Linked DNA regions of Mus musculus: region 2 is linked to region 1. The links are chromatin contacts, called in public Hi-C maps. All regions are on one chromosome and are shown on one strand. Each heading gives the region's core, a stretch centred on a gene start, on an enhancer-like site or on the middle of the called end of the contact. The rest is flanking DNA. Distances are from core to core; before and after follow the strand shown. Region 1 overlaps Gm31128 (a long non-coding RNA gene). Region 2 has its middle 22 kb from the start of 1700015C15Rik.

Region 1 (3,105 bases), core at 513-3,012:
ATTCTGGGTTGTTTTTTTTTAAGGTTTATTATTTTTATGTGTGTGTTTGATAGCATGCATGTATATGCACCATCAGAGAACCTGGTGCATATAGAGGCCAGGAGAAGGTCTAGGAACCCCCTGGAACTGGAGTTACAGGTGGTTGTGAGTAACTATGTCCTTTGGAAGAGCAGCCAGTGCTCTTAATACTGAGCTGTCTCTCGAGTTAAATATATATAAACAATAATTCCCCATGATCTCTTCCCTGTAGCCTCTGTGACCTCTCTATTCCTTTTGACTGCATATTTGCATGACTCAGGTACTTCATATCAATGAATCATGCAATGCTTGTCTGTTTCTGTCTGGCTTATTTCACTTAGCATGCTTGCAGAGGTATAGAATGTGTCTGTAAAAGTAACTTCTATTCTCCTGTAGTAATTGTCCTCTCAGAGGCTCACACCTCTATCTGCTAACCTAAGCTTACTCCTGGAGGTTCCGAGCTTCTATAAAGTCTGATCTAGGCCTAGAGTGTCTTCAGTCTCTGAGACTTACTGCTGAGAAGGCTCACCACTTCCTAGTCCTTTCTGATCTCTGGCTGGCTAGCTGGTTCAACTGAGCTTTTCTGGCTCAGACTCCTCTCTAAACTAACTGATTCAACCTGGCTTCTCTCTCTATGGGCCTCTCCTGAATTGTTCTCTGTGACCTCAAATTAATTCTAACAATCTATTTTAATCTGGTTCTTTCTCATTCTCTGGCTTTTTTTTTTTTTTTTGTCTTTATCAGTGTCTAGTTTGTTCTTTCTCTGCAACCTGATTCTGTAAAACTTTCCCAGTAAAATCTGCTTCCTGGGCTGGAGAGATGGCTCAGTGATTAAGAGTACCTACTGCTCTTCTGAAGGTCCTGAGTTCAAATCCCAGCAACCACATGGTGGCTCACAACCATCCATAATGAGATCTGATGCCCTCTTCTGGTGTGTCTGAAGACAGCTACAGTGTACTTACATATAATCAATACATAAATCTTTAAAAAAAAATCTGCTTCCTTCTCTTCTCCCCAAGCTGCTCTCTCTTAAGTAGCTTCTTTCTCCTCTCTTCTCATGAGAGTTGGGCATATCCTATCCTATCAAATCTTTCTGATCCATCACTTTGTCAGCCACTCAATTTCAAACATGAAAGTAATTTTTAAAAAAATTATCTATGTGAGAAGCTTAAGGTTTATAAATTTTATCCTGCTCAAGAAACCTTTATAGTCATTCATGGACTTTCAAAGACATCACTTCCAAACATGAGTGCTTCCTTCTAAAAAAACTAACTTTACCTTTATTGTTTGGGATTAAAGGTGTGTGCTAAGTAAGGGCTGAGCCACATCGTAACTAGAAACAGGTATTTTCAGTAAATAACACAACCTCAGTGTTCATAATGTGATCAAATATCCTGCAACATGTGTCAGAATATCATTCCTTCTAAGGGTCAATGATACACCATGATATGTATGTGCCACTGGGAAAAAAATCTACTTATAGCCAGGAAGACATAATACACATCCCAGCATGTAGGAGTTAGAGGCAGGCCGATCTTTGAGTTCGAGGCCAGCCTGGTCTACAAAGCAAGTTTCAGGACAGCCAGGGCTACACAGAGAAACCTTGGCATGAAAAAACAAAAACAATAACAAAAATCTATTTATGCGTTGGTGGTCATTTGTATTACACCTGCCACCCACATTCTGCTAAGCAATGTGGGTGCAAGCATTGGGCAGAAGTAACTATTTTAATCCTTGTTTTCAGTTCCTTTGGTACACACAGATGCTCACTGACTTGTGGTTATGTCCTGAAAAACCCATATTAAGTTGAAATAGTGTATGCCAAAATTCATCTTAATATTGGCAATCCAGCAAACATCATAGTCTAGCCTACATTATTATTATGCTTAAACAAGCTACATATTATTGTGTGTATCTGTATAATTGTGTGCACATGTGCATACCACAGCATGAATTTGGAGGTTCGAGTCCAACTTGCAGGAACCAGCTCTCTCCTTCTATTATATGGGTCTAGGGATAGAATTCAGACAATTGGTCTCAGCAGCAAGTGCCCTTATCTACTCAGCCATGTCCTGGGCCTAGCCTACGTGAAATATCCTTCAGAATACTTGTATCAGCTGACAGAGGAGTAAAATAATCAAACTCAAACAAAACATAACACTGTGACAAGTATCTCATATAATTTGTTAGGTGGACTCCACTATAGAGTATAGTGATTGTTGTATATCTTCATGATCCTCTGGCTTACTAGGAGATACAGCTTTCTGCCTTCTCCCAGCATCACAAGAGAGTATTATTTAGCACACTTCACATATGGTTAGCTCAGGACAAGAACCAAATTTAAATTCAAAGTATAGTCCTGTGATGGGGTAGATGGCTGATAGAGTAAAGTGCATAACACATAAGTATTAAGACCTACTAAAAAGTATACAAACAGGGCTGGAGAGACAGCTCAGCAGTTAAGAGCACTGACTGCTCTTCCACAGGTCCTGAGTTCAATTCCTGGGAACCACAGGGTGGTTCATAACCATGTGTAATGGGATCCAATGCCCTCTTCTGGTGTGTCTGAAAACAGCTATAGTGTACTCATATACATAAAATAAATAAATAATTTTTTTAAAAATAAATAAACAAAGGTAGGTGTCCTAGTGCTGACATCAACGTCTGACTCTTGCATGCATGAAATCACACAAACATGAACACACATACACACAAACATGTGCACACGTGTGCACACAGACAACACACCACTGCATACAAAGTATAGCTCCCATTTAATGTGCACTTTTGAAGCTCTATAAAAATTTTTTAAAAAGATTTATTTATTTTATGAATATGAATACAGTGTTGCTGTCTTCAGACACACCAGAAGAGGGCATCAGATCTCATTACAGATGGTTGTGAGCCACCATATGGTTGCTGGGAATTGAACTCAGGACCTCTGGAAGAACAGTCAGTGCTCTTAACTACTGAGCCATCTCTCTAGCCCCTCTATAAAAATTTTAAAGATGTGATTAGAACTGCTAAGATGGAGACCATGTGTGCTGAGGAGTGGAGCTGCTGTACTGTAGAAAGCTTCCTTTAATG
Region 2 (3,522 bases), core at 771-3,270, 71 kb after region 1:
GGTGGCAGACATGGTGTTGGAGAGGTAGCTGAGAGTTGTACATAGCACCAGGCAGTAGGGAGAGAGTGGGATATGGGGCCTGGTTTGAGCATTTGAAACCCCAAAATCCACCCCCGGTGACATACTTCCTCCAATAAGGTGACACTTCTTCCAATAAGGCCACACCTCCTAATCCCTGGCAAGTAGCACTGTTCCCTAATGACCAAACATTCAAATCTATGCGTCTATGGGGGCTGTTTTCATCCAAACCATCATAATCTTCATTCCTCTCCTTGGTGCCTTAATATATGCATACCTTATGTAGATTTATTTACTTTGTTTGTTTTACAGGATCTCTTGTAAACAAGGCTGGACTTGAGCTCCTGATCCTCCTGTGTGTCTCCACCTCTCATTATGTAGATTATGTCAATTATATGGCAAAGGATAAGAGATGGAACCAAGATAAACACGCACTGCTATACACATACAAACATTTATAACCAAATAACGAAAACCGCTCTTATTAGTTGTAGTCTTTGTTTCCATGTCTGCCCAGGCGCGCATACCTATTTGTGCATACAAATCATCTTTCTCTACGCAGTCTATATTTCCTTTGTCTGCAGCTCAGCCCTCTTCCGATTACAGTTCTTTGTTAGATAAGGGACTCACACGTTCTCCCCTGAAGACGCTCATGATCAGCACTGCCTACACTGGGTTGCTCTAGTGTCCCAGTGACGCTAGAACCCACTTGCGGATATGCTAAGAAGCACCTTAAGGGATCCCCTGTGGTCCAGAGGCATGCTTCTTTAGCACTTGGAGGACAGCAGTTCCTTGGAAGTCAGAATCAGTTGTTTTAACCAATAACAATTCCAGCTTTGCTTGTTGATTCAAAGGTACGCGAAAGCCAGAAGGCCCGTAGGAGTCTTTCTCTCTTTGTTTTGCTTTGTTTATTTATTTGTTGTGGCCCTGGAGTATCCTAGTTAGGGCTTCTACTGCCGCAACAAAACATTGTAATCTATCACTGAAGGAAGTCAAACAGGGTTGGAACCTGGAAGCAGGAGCTGATGCAGAGGCCATGGAGGGATGCTACTTTAGTTACTAGCTTGCTCCTCATGGCTTGCTTAGCCCGCTTTCTTATAGAAACCAGGGATGACACCACCCACTATGGGTTGGACCCTCTCCCATCAATCACTAATTAAGAAAGTGCCCTACAGGCTTGCCTATAGAAAGGATCTGACATGGAGGCATTTCTTAGTTGAGGTTCCTCCTCTCTGACAACTCTAGCTTGTGTCAAGTTGACATAAAACTAGCCAGCACACAGGGTTTGAACCCAGGGTCTTTCTTGTGCTAAGCAAGAACTCTACCATTGAACTATATCCCCAGCATTTCTATTTTTTAGACAGGGACTCATGGAGTTGCCCAGGCTGGCCTTGAACCTGCAATCTTCCTGCATCAGACTTGCAAGTAACTGCAAATAAGTAAGGCTATTTACAGGCCAGGCAATTGGGAGCAGTTTTAACTTCCAGTTTAGTGATATTGATTTTGTGACCTGTAGGCTAGCAGAATATAAGGTTGCATGGACAAAAGGAACAACAATTTTGCCAAAAGGATGAATGGTGCCACTTCTATTTCCACTCCCTCCCTGGACCTGTGTTCCTGGCTCTGAGAGAAGCAGCAACCCTATGCTGAATGCTAATTGATAGCATTCACTCTGCCTCTTGGATTTTAGGGATGGTTTAGAGAGGTGATGGATGATTTGAGAGAGGAGAGCTGAGGTCAAGTGTCCTCCCGCGGAGAGCTTTATAAAGAATTGTTAACACAACAGAAAGCAGAGAAATCTTTCAGTCTCACCAGAAAAAGTGGGGTTCCCCCCCCCCCCGCATTAAAGATTTCTGAACAAGAGAGGAGGTCCTATATCATGTAGTTAGTAAGTAGCCTACATTAGGCTGACTTTTCATTCCTGGGCGGTAAGGGAACAAGACCACAAGGTTACAGCTGGTGTTGCTAGTTCCTCGCAGTAGGCACGAGAGCAGAGCAGCTGCAGGGGATGTGGCCTGATCTGGGAGATAGCAGCACCTGCTCTTACTCAGCCTTCCTTGTTGCCGGTGCCAATAAACCAGCTCTGTAAAACCCATTCTGTTATTTTATGAAGCTGCTTCAGGATAGAACATGGTAAGAACACTGCATTTCAAGAGCATGGGCCCATGATTCCTTCACCTGATGTTACATGATCAGAAATCTGCGTGGAGTACCATGATAGTGTGTACTGTGAGTGTTGGTGAGGACAGAGGTGCAGCTCCTTTCCATCCTCACACATCCTTTTCCTTACGGACCTCTAGGATTCGTGGCACTCCATGATGTCTATGTAGAGATCAGAGGACAACTTTCAGGAATTGATTCTCTCCTTCCATCATGTGGGTTCCAGGGATCAAGCCCAGGAACTTCAGTGGCAAGTACAATTACCCACTGAGCTATTTGAAAGACCCTAAAAGGTAGTGGTTCTCAACCTTCCTAATGCTATAGTCCTTGAATATAATTCCTCATGTTATGGTGATTCCCCCCCACCATAAAATTATTTCATCACTACTTCATAACTGTAATTTTGCTGGTTATGAATCATGATGTAAATATCTGTGTTTTCTAATGGAGTTAGGCGACTCCTGTGAAAGGGTTATCTGAACCCCCAAAGGGGCCAAGACCTGCTGTTTTGTACAGATATTCAATGCAGGCTTTATTAGAAGGAGTCACAGAGAAAGGATGAGATAAGTGTGAGTGTAGACGACCACAGGGAGTGTTACATTTAGGTTTCTTTCAACATAGTATAAGATGTTGATGGCTCTCAAGCAATGCCTCTGAAAGTTAAAAAGTTACTCTTCCCTGCATGGGATTTACCTAGGCCCTCTGCACAGTTGTATAGTGTGGTCTTCATGTGGGACTCCTAACAGTGGGAAGCACAGGCTGCCTCTGACTGTTGCCTGCTTTTGGGACCCTTTCCCCTTACCCAGCTGCTCATCTAGCCTCAACAGAAGATGCATCTATTCTTACTGCAACTTGATAGACCAGGGATGGCTGATAGCCATAGGAGGTCTCTCCCTTTGTGAGGAGAAAGGGAGAAGGGATGTAGTGGGTAGAGAAAGGTGAGGGGAGTGGAGGGAGGGACTGGGAGGAGAAGAAACTGCGGTTGGGATGTAAATTAATTAACTAACTAAAAACACTAAACAAAAAATATGCTCTCATAGCCAGGCGTGGTGGCCCATGCCTTTAATCCCAGCACTTGGGAAGCAGAGGCAGGTGGATTTCTGAGTTCGAGGCCAGCCTGGTCTTCAGAGTGAGTTCCAGGACAGCCAGGGCTACACAGAGAAACCCTGTCTTGAAAAAACCAAGAAAAAAAAAATGCTCTTCCTTTTGAATCATTGTTCAGAGATGTAATTTACAGAAAGTTTAGAGTTAAAGAAGTTTCTTTTGCAACAAGGCCAAAAGCTCAAAAGTAGAAGCTCACTGTGTTGAAGCTCTGTCTAACCAGTGCCTTCCTTTCCACTGCGG

What was found. Hi-C and Micro-C count contacts between places; a contact is called where the count stands out from the background.
Region 2: a Hi-C map of pre-pro-B cells shows a contact between it and region 1, with 2.4 times the contacts expected there. The contact joins two enhancer-like sites. A contact is called at or near these places in 3 of 484 Hi-C or Micro-C datasets (embryonic stem cells, liver and pre-pro-B cells), 3 of 115 datasets of contacts at active chromatin or transcription factors (cardiomyocytes, embryonic stem cells and microglia) and 1 of 9 other capture datasets (embryonic stem cells).

The regions. Positions count from the first base shown.
Region 1 is chr13:64,337,604-64,340,708 of GRCm38.p6, forward strand. The region is part of intron 1 of Gm31128 (a long non-coding RNA gene); the gene reads right to left. Among named protein-coding and RNA genes, the nearest start is that of Gm31128, 4.6 kb to the right of the region's middle. Within about 2 kb of position 1,763, at least 4 of the 459 cell types and tissues checked have an H3K27ac peak or open chromatin away from gene starts, as enhancers often do. A contact at or near this core is called in pre-pro-B cells, where this site is marked.
Region 2 is chr13:64,408,786-64,412,307 of GRCm38.p6, forward strand. No RefSeq gene overlaps it. Among named protein-coding and RNA genes, the nearest start is that of 1700015C15Rik, 22 kb to the right of the region's middle. Within about 2 kb of position 2,021, at least 41 of the 459 cell types and tissues checked have an H3K27ac peak or open chromatin away from gene starts, as enhancers often do. A contact at or near this core is called in pre-pro-B cells, where this site is marked.